Linked DNA regions of Rattus norvegicus: region 2 is linked to region 1. Evidence: chromatin contacts called from public Hi-C data. All regions are on one chromosome and are shown on one strand. The core of a region is the stretch at or near the end of the contact, and the rest is flanking DNA. Distances in the headings are between cores, read along the strand shown. Region 1 overlaps Rsph9 (radial spoke head component 9). Region 2 holds the start of Vegfa (vascular endothelial growth factor A).

Region 1 (6,359 bases), core at 1,630-4,129:
GATTAAAACATGTATTTTTTTCTTAGTGAATATATACTTTGGTTTAGGGAATACACAGGAACAGAAAATAGGAGGAACTCTTTGTGAGTTCAGAGTAGCCAGAGCTACATATGAGACTGTCTCAGAAAATATAAGAATGAAAAAGCCAGCAAGCAAACGAACAAGCTCTTTCCCCTGGTGATTCCCAGTTGTGCCCAGTTGATGGTTAAGCAGCGCCACTGAAAAGGATCAAACCATTGAAGTCATCGAACCCTGAGGGGTGGGCTTGAGGTTTCCTGCATCAGGGTAACCTGCTTCTTCCCTTTCAGGGGCCAGGGTCAAGTATGGGGGAAGGGAATGAGCTCCACTTTCTGGTTTGGACAGAACCCTGCATGGTGGCCATGGGCTTGGGGTTAACTGCTCTCCGTCCTCCTCCTCTTCCCAGGCCTGCCCTTGTCTGAGATCAAGAAGCTTAGCTCGTACTTCCACTTCAGGGAGGCCATTGACCTGAAGAACAAGACCTTGCTTGAGAAGGCAGACTTGGAGCCCTCACTGGATTTCCTGGACTCCCTGGAGTATGATATCCCCAGAGGTAACAAACAGGCCATGAGCTTCAGGACGTGGGATGGCCTTCTGATCAGAGCAGTAGATCAGCCATATACCTTCCTTCTCTAGGGCTGGGGCTGAGAACCTGGGTCAGCATTGGTGGCTCACCTGTGACCTCTTGACTTCTCGAGGTCGAGCTTTGCCAGAGCCTGACCTTAAGTGGGGAGCAGGGCAGTGAAGTGGCTCAGTGTCTCTGGAGATTTTAGCAGATTGTCATTTGTCATTTTTTTTTTTTTTTGGTTCTTTTTTTCGGAGCTGGGGACCGAACCCAGGGCCTTGCGCTTCCTAGGTAAGCGCTCTACCACTGAGCTAAATCCCCAGCCCCGTCATTGTCATTTTTAATGCACTTCTGAGCTTTTTTTTTTTTCCAACCAGTTTCTAATGTGTTTTGGTTGTTTGTTTTTGTTTGCTTTTTTGAGACAGAGTTTCTCTGTGTAGCCTTGGCTGTCCTGGAACTCACTCTGTAGACCAGGCTGGCTTCAAACTCAGAGGTCCACCTGCCTCCACCTCCCAAGTGCTGGGGTCAAAGGTGTGTGCCACCACTGTCTGGCCAACGGCTATTTTTAAGTAAAAATATTTTGATAGATTTGTTTGTGTGTACATGTCATAACACACGTGGAGGTCAGAGGACAACTTGTGGGAATCAGTTCTCTCCTTCCACCCTGTGGGATCTAGGGATCTAACTCAGATGGTCAGGCATGGCCGTAAGCACCTTAACTGATAATCCACCTCGTTCCCCATGCTATTTTAAGTTAAAAACCTTTTTTTGGGGCTGGGGATTTAGCTCAGTGGTAGAGCGCTTACCTAGGAAGCGCAAGGCCCTGGGTTTGGTCCCCAGCTCCGAAAAAAAAAAAGAACCAAAAAAAAAAAAAAAAAAAAAAAACCTTTTTATTGGGGCTGGAGAGATGGCTTAGCAGTTAATAGCACTGGTTGCGCATATATATATATACGTATATATACACACACATACATATACACACACACATATATATACATACATATACACAAACACACACACATATATACACATACATATACACAAACACACACATATATATACACACACACATATATATATGTGAGATATATATATATATATATATATATATATATATATATAATGTTTCCAAGCCCAGGAGTTCCTGGAAAGTGTAGGTAGGAAGAGTTGGGAAAGCTTAAAGGAAGGCCCATGATCGAAGGCAATGTGCACAGGTGACTAGAAAAGGGCATGCAAGCCCTCAGGTTCCTGTCCTAGGGCCACTAACAGTGTTAGGGATGATGGCCCTGTGCAGCTGGGTTCCACCACACAGAGGCACCTGAACCAAGTTACCTTGAGTGTGGGCTTATAGTGGTAGGTAGGTGGCTTCTGGGACCAATTGGCAACAGAAGGAAAATGACTAGGGCTGGGATGGCTCTCCCTTATCAGACCCTCTGGACACTCTTGTAGTGAGCGAGCTGGATGAGCTGCTGGGTGGCTCTCCTGCCTGGCAGATGGCTTGGTGATGACTTGTGCAGAGTGGGGATGGGCGAAGAGCAGTGGAGTTGTCCATTAGCTCTTTCTAGAGAGGGACATTGCTTTCTGAGTCTGAAGCAGTCACTTAAGATGGCTTAGGTCACCTCTGAGCAGGTGTGGTTGAAGTAGGCCTTGTCCTGGGGCCTCCTGCTCCCTGTGCCCACAGAGATAAGCCCAGAGCTCACAGCCTCTCTCTGAACCAGCATTGGTGGAGGAGAAGGGAGAGAGAGATTGCCTGAGGCCAGCTTCCTGGCGATGCGATGCCCTAGGATGGATCCCTGGGAAGATCACCCTGCTGATGGGTGCTAAGACTTCTCTGACTGTGGGCTTGCACAGGAAGACAGGTGGAGCAGCAGGTTGGGCAGCCAGATTCCTCACTGGGACTCTGCCATTCAGTACTTAACCTTTTGCTCTGTCAGCAGAGCATGGAGCAGCTGCTGCGTGCCAAGCTCTCCTGGTGCCCTTGGAATGAGAAAGACAACTCTCTTGTATCAGGAAGGTTTGAGAGCAGCCAAGAGAGGCTGAAAAGCAGACGTTATACTGGAAGATGTCGGGGTGGGGTGGGGGACAGAGGAGTAGGCAGCAGAGGCAGCAGGTGGCCAGGGTGGAGCTGACAGAAAAGTCCAGGTTGGGGTCCCAAAAAGAGAGCACTCAGTGCAATGCCCAGTTTGGGCAGCAGAGGGCAGCAAGAGTCCTGCAGCCAGGAAGTTGACCTTTAAAAGCTGCTGTAGAGATGGTGGCTAGAAGGAAGGGACCTTTGGTGGAGTGAGAACAGGGAGCCAGAAGAGAATGGACAATGTGGGATCAACCTTATGGGGGTGCACACAGATGGCTCCTACCCTGTCCCTACCCCACTGCTTATATGGGAGGCTGATACCAGGGGTATCTTTTTTTCTGTCCCCAACCTCTGGGAAGGTTGACTCTATCTTGTGGGAAAGGGAATGGTGGCTTCTCCCATCAGGGACCTGAAGTCATTTTTTATTTCATTTTATGTGTATGGGTGTTTTGTTTGCATGTACATCTGTTTACCACATGTATGCCTGGTGCCCATGGAGGCCACTGTGGTACTGGTGTTAAGATGGTTCTGAGCCATCATGTGGGTGCTGGGAGTCAAACCTGAGTCCTCTAAAAGAGCAGCCAGTGCTCTTAGCTGCTGAGCCATCTACCCAGTCTTCCTGGCTATTGCTCAGTGTGATGAAGTCTAGGGGTTGAGGCTTAGGCTACCTGCTGCCCCTCGACAACCTGGTCTGAGCCTGACCCTTACTCTCCCTTACGTTAGCCTTTCTTCCTGGGTGGCCGGAGAATGAAGTCCACTCCAGCCTAGGGCCCCACACTGGAGAAGTGGGTAAGACCCTGGCACTAGCAAACCCAGGAGGATGTCCTGCCGACTGCATAGGTCAGGGGCTGAGTTCCAGGGCTGATCCTCTCCCCAGTCTGAGAGCATAGGTATTCTGGAGAGGAAGCCAAGTCTGAGGAGACCTCGGGCTGTGAACTGAACCACCAGAGTATTTCTTCAAAGGCCACCACAGCTGTAAGGGACTAGTGTTTCCATGTTCACAGTTGAGATAGAGGTGACAGATACATAGTGTCAGCTGACACACTGAGAGGAGAGTGTGTGTGCGCACGTGTGCATGCATGTGCATCAGAGTCAGAGTCCTCTGGATGATGAGCAGACTGAACAAGGGAGGCTGAGAGGACAGGAGCATGGTGGAAATGCACAAAAAGGCAGAGAGGCTGGCCCCTGGCATCCACAACTCAGCTAGCACCCTTTGGCCTGCTTGGCCCGTCCTCCTTGGCTTATGGTTTTTACTTCCTCACAGTTTACCCATGTTGCTAGGCTTGGGCTATGCTCCCCATCTACTCAAAGCAAGAGGTGAGCAGACATGCTGGTCTGAGGGCCCCCCTGCCTCCACGCTGTTGACTGAATGGATGGATATCTGGCTGCAGTGGGGTTCGAGGTAGACCCTAGGCTGTTTTCCCCCGCCAGTGCTTGGGTGAGGGAAGCTGCAAGGCAGCCTCCCTGGGTGGGCAGAGCAATCAGAGTCTGCTCTTGCTTATCTCACAGAGGCTGTGGAGCTGCGGGCTCCAAGGGCAAGGAGGGGTTAGGTCTCTGTAGAAAGCTGTCCAAATGATGCTCTGGGCCGTGGTAGTGTGACTAAGGCTGGAGAACTGTGTATTTCTGGGTGTGTTTGTTGTCAAGGATCAAACACAGGGGTCCCGGGACACTGCTCTGTCACACTTCATCCTCATCTCCCCTCAAGCAATGTTGCCTGAAGACTTGGGACCAAGAAAGCCACCAAGGTCCTCAGGTGCCCAAAGAACAGCTGTCAGCAAGTGTTGTACCAGCCAGGGCCTGTTTGCCTGGATGTTCCGAGTCTTCCTTGACGGTGCACTGTGGACCAGAGCAAGCAGTGAGCCCATGGTGTAGCCTTCACTCACTGTCCCGTGCACGGCTGAGTCAGGACCGGGGCAGCAGACCTCCGTGCTTCCAGAAAGCTCTGGTCTGACCTGGCAGGCAGCTAGTTACCCGGGGTGAGCAGCTCTGCTGCGGGGTGGCCCTGGAGGGTGGGGATTGAGTCGTGGGACTGCTGGGTGTGGAGTGACCAGGGTGGGCCATGGCTGGAGGTAGGCTGCAGGAAGCTCAGTGGTGGGAGCCAGCACCGGGGCTGAGTTGGCAGCTGATGAAGGCTCCAGAACAGCCCCCCCCAAGCATAACTGGTTGGTCCTGTACCAAAACCTTCAAAAGTTATTTGCCTTCCTGGCAGGGCCCAGAGCAGGGCTGTGGCTGGTTTGGGGGAGAGGCCTCGGTGCGCAGGGGAATAGAAGCCCAGATCTGCATCCAGAGGCGATTTTCCCAGGCTCCTTCCTCCCACACAGCGGCTCCCTCCCTTGGAGCTGGATCTGGCCCTTCCAGCCAAGTCATCCTGGCTGCACAGCTCAGCCTGGTCTAGAGTAGCATGGGGCAGACTCCCCCCCCCCCCCCCCCCCGCCCCGGGCATGGCTCCACCCACCAGTACTTGGGAAGACCACTGAGGTGGAGGCCTGAAGTGGCCCAACTTCAGCTTGAGCCTCTGGTTGTCTCAACCTAGAGCAGAGGCTCAAGGTCAGTGATTTACTCTGGAGCAAGGAAAAGGAGCCATGCCATCTGTGGGCCCTCTAAGTCCTAGCTTGATGGCTCATCTCTGTCCTCCGTGTCATGAGCGCGTGGCAATTGGGACTACAGCAGCTTTTATGCCAGCCCTCGACTGTCTGTTCCCTCTAGGCTCTTGGAGCATCCAGATGGAAAGGGGCAACGCGCTGGTGGTACTGCGCAGCCTGCTCTGGCCAGGCCTCACCTTCTACCACGCTCCCCGCTCCAAGAACTACGGCTACATCTATGTGGGCACAGGCGAGAAGAACATGGACCTGCCCTTCATGCTGTAGGAGGGGCAGGCTGGATATTTATGAGAAGTCGAAACACTGTTTCATAAAGTTCAACCATTGGGTCTGCTTGTTCTGTCCTGATTTTTGTCATTTTGTCCCTCTGGCATTTAGTCAGCCGGCTCTGAAAGGCCAGGAAATGCAATTCCTAACCAGGAGGCAGAGGCCTGGAATAAGCTAATGAGGGAGGCACCGAGTATGTTCTATGTTCGTGTGGAGATGGATGGAAGGGGTGGTTAGGAGCCTGCTCGAGTTCCCAGAGTCAACAAAAGCTGCTTGTAACTGATCATCACTCGGCCTCCACCTACAGTGCTGGACCATGGGCCCTGCGTGGCACTGACACTGACAGGGCCCAATAAGCAGGTCCGCACGCTGCACGGGCCCCACACTTCTAAGCACTGACCACATGGGGAGGCCAAGAGCCTGCTTTATTTATATTTCCTTGGGTAAGTTTCCTGCTCCGACCTCGGCCACAGCCAGTCATCAGAACAGTGACCAGGAGATCCAGCTCCTGGCTGCCTCTGGCTCCCAACGCTGCAGCTGGGCAGATCTAAGGAACAGAAGTAAGTTCCAACATCCCTGCCCTGTTTGTGGAGGACAGTGGTTCTGGCAGGAGGGGCAAGCACATCTTCTGGAAGGTTCTAGTCAGGATCTTCAGCAGTATCCCTCCCATTAGTGCATCAGCTTCAGAGGCCTTCTGGAGTAGCGGACATTGTCTTTCAGGAGAGGTGATCCCACGGCCATACCCACCTTGTTCCAAGGGTGGCCTTTCTTGTAGATTGGCTTGACGGACTTGGGAGCCCAGCGAGTCAGATAGCTGTAGTGAGAACACAAAGAGGTT
Region 2 (6,061 bases), core at 92-2,591, 110 kb after region 1:
GGAAGACACGAGGAGGTGAAGGGGACTTTGTGGAAAGGGAGGGGACAGAGCCACACAGGCTAAGTGTACAAGCATAGAGAAATGGCCAAGGGTCCTAGGTAGAATGGGAGGGGGCAGAGTACAACCCTGAACTCTGTTTAGAAGATGAACTGTGAGCCTAGGCTAGAACTGAGGGAGCCTTACCTCTACTCCCATCCTACCCGGAGTTGGTGGCAGCGCTGGGCAGCTGGCCTAACTACGTTTCTGAATGCTAGGGTAGGTTTGAATCACCACGCAGGCCTGGCCTGCTTCTGCCCCCATTGGCACACTGGCCTTAGTTCCCTGGCAACATCTGGGTGTTTGTGTGTGGGGGGTGTGATCAGGAGGAACAAGGGCTTCTGTCTGCCCAGCTGTCTCTCCCTCAGGGCTCTGCCAGACTCCACAGTGCATACGTGGGCTTCCACAGGTCGTCTCCCTCCGGGCCACTGACTAACTGCTCGGCTTCCCGTTCTCAGTGTCACACATTTGATGCCATATCCTCTCCAGAGAAGCCTCTCTGGAAACTTCCCAGGGAATCCCATTCACCCCAGGGCCCTAGTTCCTTATGTATGAAGATCAGACAAGAGCTCAGATAAGCATACTTGCCTTCCACGTAGCCCCCCGCCCCATATATAATCCTAGAGTTTCTGTTTCCGAGGTCAAACAAGCAACTGTTGGGGGGTGGGTGTTAGAAACACGCAACTATTTGGGAAGTCAAAGCCTGCGGTGCTCAACAGTCAACTCTCACCCCCTGTCCAAGACCCGTGCCATTTGAGCCAGAGTTGGGGTGTGCATAATGTAGTCACTAGGGGGCGCTCGGCCATCACGGGGAGATCGTGAACTTGGGCGAGCCGAGTCTGCGTGAGGAAGGACGCGTGTGTCAATGTGAGTGCGTGCGTGCATGTGCGTGTGTGTCTGGGTATAGTGTGTTTGTGAGGTAGGGGAGAAGACCAGGGGTCACTCCGGGTGTCCGTCTCCCCATACGTCCTTGCCAGCTCTCCGCCTCCCCCCCCCCCCACTTTCTCCTACATTCCTGGGAAAGGAAATTGCCCTCACTCTCCTGTCTCCCCTGATTCCCAACACCCTGGGATTCCCAGTGTGTCCCCGAGCCAAGTTTGAAGGGGTGGACAGATAATTCTCAGGCTATGGACCCTGGTAAGGGGTTTAGATTTCTATTTCGCAGTAGTGGCCTAGGGGCTTCTGAAAGGCGGTGCCTGGTTCGGCCTGGCCTCGCCCCCGGGGCGGGCCTGGGGCGGGGCCTTTGGGGGCGGGGCCAGATTTCCTTTTTTTTCCACCGCTGTTACCGGTGAGAAGCGCAGAGGCTTGGGGCAGCCGAGCTGCAGCGAGGCCGCGGCGCTGGGGGCGAGCTGAGCGGCGGCAGCGGAGCTCTGTCGCGAGACGCAGCGACAAGGCAGACTATTCAACGGACTCATCAGCCAGGGAGTCTGTGCTCTGGGATTTGATATTCAAACCTCTTTTTTTTTTCTTAAACTGTATTGTTTTACGCTTTAATTTATTTTTGCTTCCTATTCCCCTCTTAAATCGTGCCAACGGTTTGGAGAGGTTGCTCCTTCACTCCCTCAAATTACTTCGGATTTTGGAAATCAGCAGAGGAAAGAGGTAGCAGGAGCTCCAGAGAGAAGTCAAGGAAGAGAGAGAGAGAGAGAGACCGGTCAGAGAGCGCGCTGGCGAGCGAACAGAGAGAGGGACAGGGGCAAAGTGACTGACCTGCTTTTGGGGGTGACCGCCAGAGCGCGGCGTGAGCCCTCCCCCTTGGGATCTTTCATCGGACCAGTCGCGCTGACGGACAGACAGACAGACACCGCCCCCAGCCCCAGCGCCCACCTCCTCGCCGGCGGGCAGCCGACGGTGGACGCGGCGGCGAGCCGCGAGCAGGAGCCGAAGCCCGCGCCCGGAGGCGGGGTGGAGGGGGTCGGGGCTCGCGGGATTGCACGGAAACTTTTCGTCCAACTTCTGGGCTCTTCTCTCTCCGGAGTAGCCGTGGTCTGCGCCGCAGGAGGCAAACCGATCGGAGCTGGGAGAAGTGCTAGCTCGGGCCTGGAGAAGCCGGGGCCCGAGAAGAGAGGGGAGAAAGAGAAGGAAGAGGAGAGGGGGCCGCAGTGGGCGCTCGGCTCTCGGGAGCCGGGCTCATGGACGGGTGAGGCGGCGGTGTGCGCAGACAGTGCTCCAGCCGCGCGCGCGCCCCAGGCCCCGGCCCGGGCCTCGGTTCCAGAAGGGAGAGGAGCCCGCCAAGGCGCGCAAGAGAGCGGGCTGCCTCGCAGTCCGAGCCGGAGAGGGAGCGCGAGCCGCGCCGGCCCCGGACGGGCCTCTGAAACCATGAACTTTCTGCTCTCTTGGGTGCACTGGACCCTGGCTTTACTGCTGTACCTCCACCATGCCAAGGTAAGCGGTCGTGCCCGCCTGGTGTCGCCGGGCCATGGCGAGCGCCTCTCCCGCTTGGGGACGTGCGTGCGTGCGAGCGCGCGCGTGGGGGGCTTCGTGCCCCACGCGGGTCCTTGGGCACCGGGCGCGAGGCGTCCCCCTCTGTCGTCGTACGTGGAGGGGGAGGGGGTGCGCGCTAGGTGGGAGGGCGCCAGGATAGTCTCGCCGCCCACGCGGGCCCTGCCCACCCACCAGAGTCACCGCACGTACGATCTGGGCCGAGCAGCGGAGGGCGGGAGCCAGAGGAGGAGGCTGAGGGGGCTGGGCTTGCGCCCGAGCTGGCGGCAGAAGTTTGCTCTGGGTCGCGGGTCCCGGGAGAACTGGAAGTCCGGGCAGAGGGGGCGGGAGTCCGGAGCCCAGCGGGCATGCCTGGGGGTGCTCGGACCTTGGACCGGGGGAGGGCAGAGATCGTGGAGGGGGCAGGGCGCCGGCGACCGAGGGGGCTTTGCTGTCACTGCCATTCGGTCTCTTCGGCCTTTGCAGTGAGTTTGGGGAAAGTTTTAGGATGGATTACTGCGGGGACCCTCTCCCACCCCTCTAGCTTGTTGGGCCACCTGCGCCGCGCCACCCCCTCCCGTCCCCGCTCGCGTCCCGCGCGGTGCCCGCCCTCCCCCGCCTGGCCGGGCGCGCGCGGCGCAGAGCCGATTACATCAGCCCGGGCCTGGCCGGCCTCGTGTTCCCGGAGCCGCGGCTGCTGGAGCCCGGAGACCCGGGCGACAAGCGGCGCCCCTCCCCCACCGGCCCTCCGCGAGGAAGGTGACCTCTGGAGGTATCCCCAGCTCCGGGACCGGGAGAAACTCCCATACCCCTTTCCTCCGTTCCCAACTTCTACCCGTGCCTTGCTCTAGGCAGAATTACCCGACGCCCCTTCCCCCTTTCCCCCATTTCCTGCCTGGTGTGCAGAAAAGCCCTTCCCACCCTTTTATATTTTCCTTTTCCTTGCGAAGACTCATCGGACCCTTCCTGGCCCCAGGGCCCAGGAAAAGGACGGTGACTGTCAGACGTGGGGGTGTTGGGGCCCACCCTCGGGTTCTTTGTGGAAACGCTGACCTAAGTTTTGAGTTGGTGAAGGTGTGCTTCCCTCTCCTCCTAGCAGCTCCAGTTAGCTGTGTTTCACCTTTTTTTTGGGGGGGGGGCGGTCAACGAAGGGTGGACTGACATCACCCTATTTCCCCCGTTTTGGAAACATGACTTGATATTTGCTAAGACAGGGGCAGCCTGGAACCAGCCCTTTCCTACTCCTTTGACAGGATCCCTTGTCAGTATCTCACACACACTTTGTCCTGGCAAAGCCTGATGCCCAGAGAGCAGGTGGTTTAACTCTGAACTTACCCACCCAATTTGCCTACTAAAGGGTCCTTTGATGCTCGTTTCCTCTAATTCTCAGCTATAGAGCCTTCTTGGAAAGGAGGCAGAAGGAAGGAGAAGGGCAGGTGTCCCTGCCACCATCCAGAGGTCCCCAGACCCTGGCACAAAGGCCTTGGTTCTGGGCCTTCATGTGGGGAGGAGGGCAGGAGTGCTTGGCCACAGTGTGACCTTCAGAGGCCCCCAGAGAAGGACACCTGGCCAGTCCCTGCCTAGAACCTCCCCATCTGGGAAGGGGTTCAAAGTTTCTGTTTCCTTTCTCCACTGGGGTCTAGACAGAGGAGGAAGGAGAATGTCATGAGGCTATTGAGGGGGTATTTGAGGGCCTGATGAAGTGCAGAATCCAGGACCAACCTGGGGCAGCTGCAGTGGGAGGCTATGTCTTGAGAAGGGCCACCTCTGACCTTGGCCCTGGTGGCAAGGCTGAGGGCCCTGGATGGATTGCTCTTAGGAAAAAGAGACAGAGACAGACCAAGGGTGGGAGTCTGTCCCTCTGGGGCAGTTGGAGGTCCAGGTTGGTGTGAAGCAGGTGGATGGGGAGTTGTAGCAACAGGAGACCCTCAGGAAGGCCAGGAGCCTTGGCTTGCTTGCCACGTCAGGGCCACAGGGCCTTCTTGGTGACCTTCAGAGGTTCTGGGGAGGGGAGAGAGGAACTGGTGGGGATGAGGAAGGTTGGAGGGCTCAGGGTGGGGCAAAGGACCCCCTGGCAGAACTGAGGAGAAAGCTTCCCTGGGTACATTTAAGCAAAGTGCCCTGCCCAGGTGAGAGGCTCCGGGATGTGGGAGTGGGAGGCTAGCCAGGCTTTGGAAGCTGCAATCGGGACCTGGGCAGACCTGGGACCTGGGGTGGGAGGAGAATGGGACTCTCCCTTCCTTAGGAGCTTCCTCCCAGCTTTTCACCCCTTGAGCAACCTGTGGGTATGCTGACTATTCCCCAGGCCTGGGAAGAGTTCAGATGGGGGAGGGTAGTTGGTGCCCTTCTGTCCTCTGCATCTCTCTTCGACTCGAGCTAACCCTGGTATTTGTCATGTCAGCAGGAGAAGGTCACCACGTTGTTTTTCTCGCCCCCAGTCTTTCCTTCCTGCCCCAGTCCAAATTTGTCCTATTTGACCTTAATGCTTACCCATGGCTTGGGACCAGGGAATCGAGGGCAATGGGAAAAGGGACAGGACAAGAACAGGACGGGGCTGGGGGCCTGGGTCAAGCAGGATTCTGGTATTTTCCTCCTACATTGTGAGCTCCCTCACACCTGGTTAGTCTTTAACTTTCACGGGCTCAGAATTGAAGCCATCCGGAGTAGTGGGTATGCTCTGGGCCCACAGGACCCCTACTGTTCCCCGTGTGACTCAGAAGACTTGGGGAGGGTGGGAGCTGGGGGTTGGGAGAGGAGGCAAAAAGAAATCTAGGGATTCAGTGGTGTCAGGCCTGGGACTCCTGTGGCTGGCCCTGTCCCTGACAACGCTCTTTACTCTTTGTTTTGTCCTCAGTGGTCCCAGGCTGCACCCACGACAGAAGGGGAGCAGAAAGCCCATGAAGGTGAGTCCTCATGCTTGTAATGGGTCCCTGTTGTCCCATTCCTCTTTCTCAGATGGGGGGTGGGGCGCAGGAATATGAGGGTCGAGATTGCACCGGTACTTTTGAGCTTAACCCTTGTGTTTCTTAAGGTGTCTCCTGTTGGGCTTTCTGCTAGAAACAGGACTTGTTGCTTTTTCTAATAGCTTTTCCAGTGACATCTTATCTGGAAAGCTTGCGGTGAGCACAGGCGAAGAGGAAGGCAGTGCTCGAGGTTTCCAGATGTTCTGGGAGGTGTCTCTTGTACCCGCTTCTCCCAGGGGAAGAGACATGTTCAGTGCCCTTGCTACATACCCACAGCTACCCGTGGGGGCTGTGACCCTTTCTGTGTGAGGCTGGGGACAGGATAGAAGGGTATCCTAATAGGACTCCTGAGTCCTGGCTTTGCATTTCTCTGAGTGTAACAGCTTCCATAGACTGCGTTTGGGTGCTGTGAGCTTCCCTGCAGGACCAGCAGAGGGCCGGCTATAGCTCTCAGGCGCCCCGCCCCCCTGCCCAACCCTGAGTCCGCCTGCCTTTTGTTCCAGTGTGGTTTGGAGTACCGGGATCCTCCCATCTCTCTGGGGACGCCCTGGCTCTCCCCAGCACTGAGTGTGGCCTCTGCTCCAGCCGGATGCCACTCCCCCAGTGTCCTTCCTCAGAGTAGGGAAGGCCCTGGGGTCTTC

What was found. A called contact is a pair of places that touch in the nucleus more often than the background predicts.
Region 2: a Hi-C map of liver shows a contact between it and region 1, with 4 times the contacts expected there. The contact joins the promoter of Vegfa here to the enhancer-like site in region 1. A contact is called at or near these places in 12 of 12 Hi-C or Micro-C datasets (the A7r5 cell line, the Rat2 cell line, Schwann cells and 7 more).

The regions. Positions count from the first base shown.
Region 1 is chr9:22,344,927-22,351,285 of GRCr8, forward strand. It overlaps Rsph9 (radial spoke head component 9), which reads left to right. Exons shown (of 5, transcript NM_001108205.2): 4 at 425-571; 5 at 5,361-5,589. The coding sequence ends at 5,521. Mrps18a (mitochondrial ribosomal protein S18A) reads right to left here. Exons shown (of 6, transcript NM_198756.2): 6 at 5,961-6,335. The coding sequence ends at 6,191. Among named protein-coding and RNA genes, the nearest start is that of Rsph9, 10 kb to the left of the region's middle. Within about 2 kb of position 2,880, at least 3 of the 93 cell types and tissues checked have an H3K27ac peak or open chromatin away from gene starts, as enhancers often do. A contact at or near this core is called in liver, where this site is marked.
Region 2 is chr9:22,451,513-22,457,573 of GRCr8, forward strand. Vegfa (vascular endothelial growth factor A) reads left to right here and starts at 1,342. Exons shown (of 8, transcript NM_031836.3): 1 at 1,342-2,421; 2 at 5,312-5,360. The coding sequence starts at 1,819.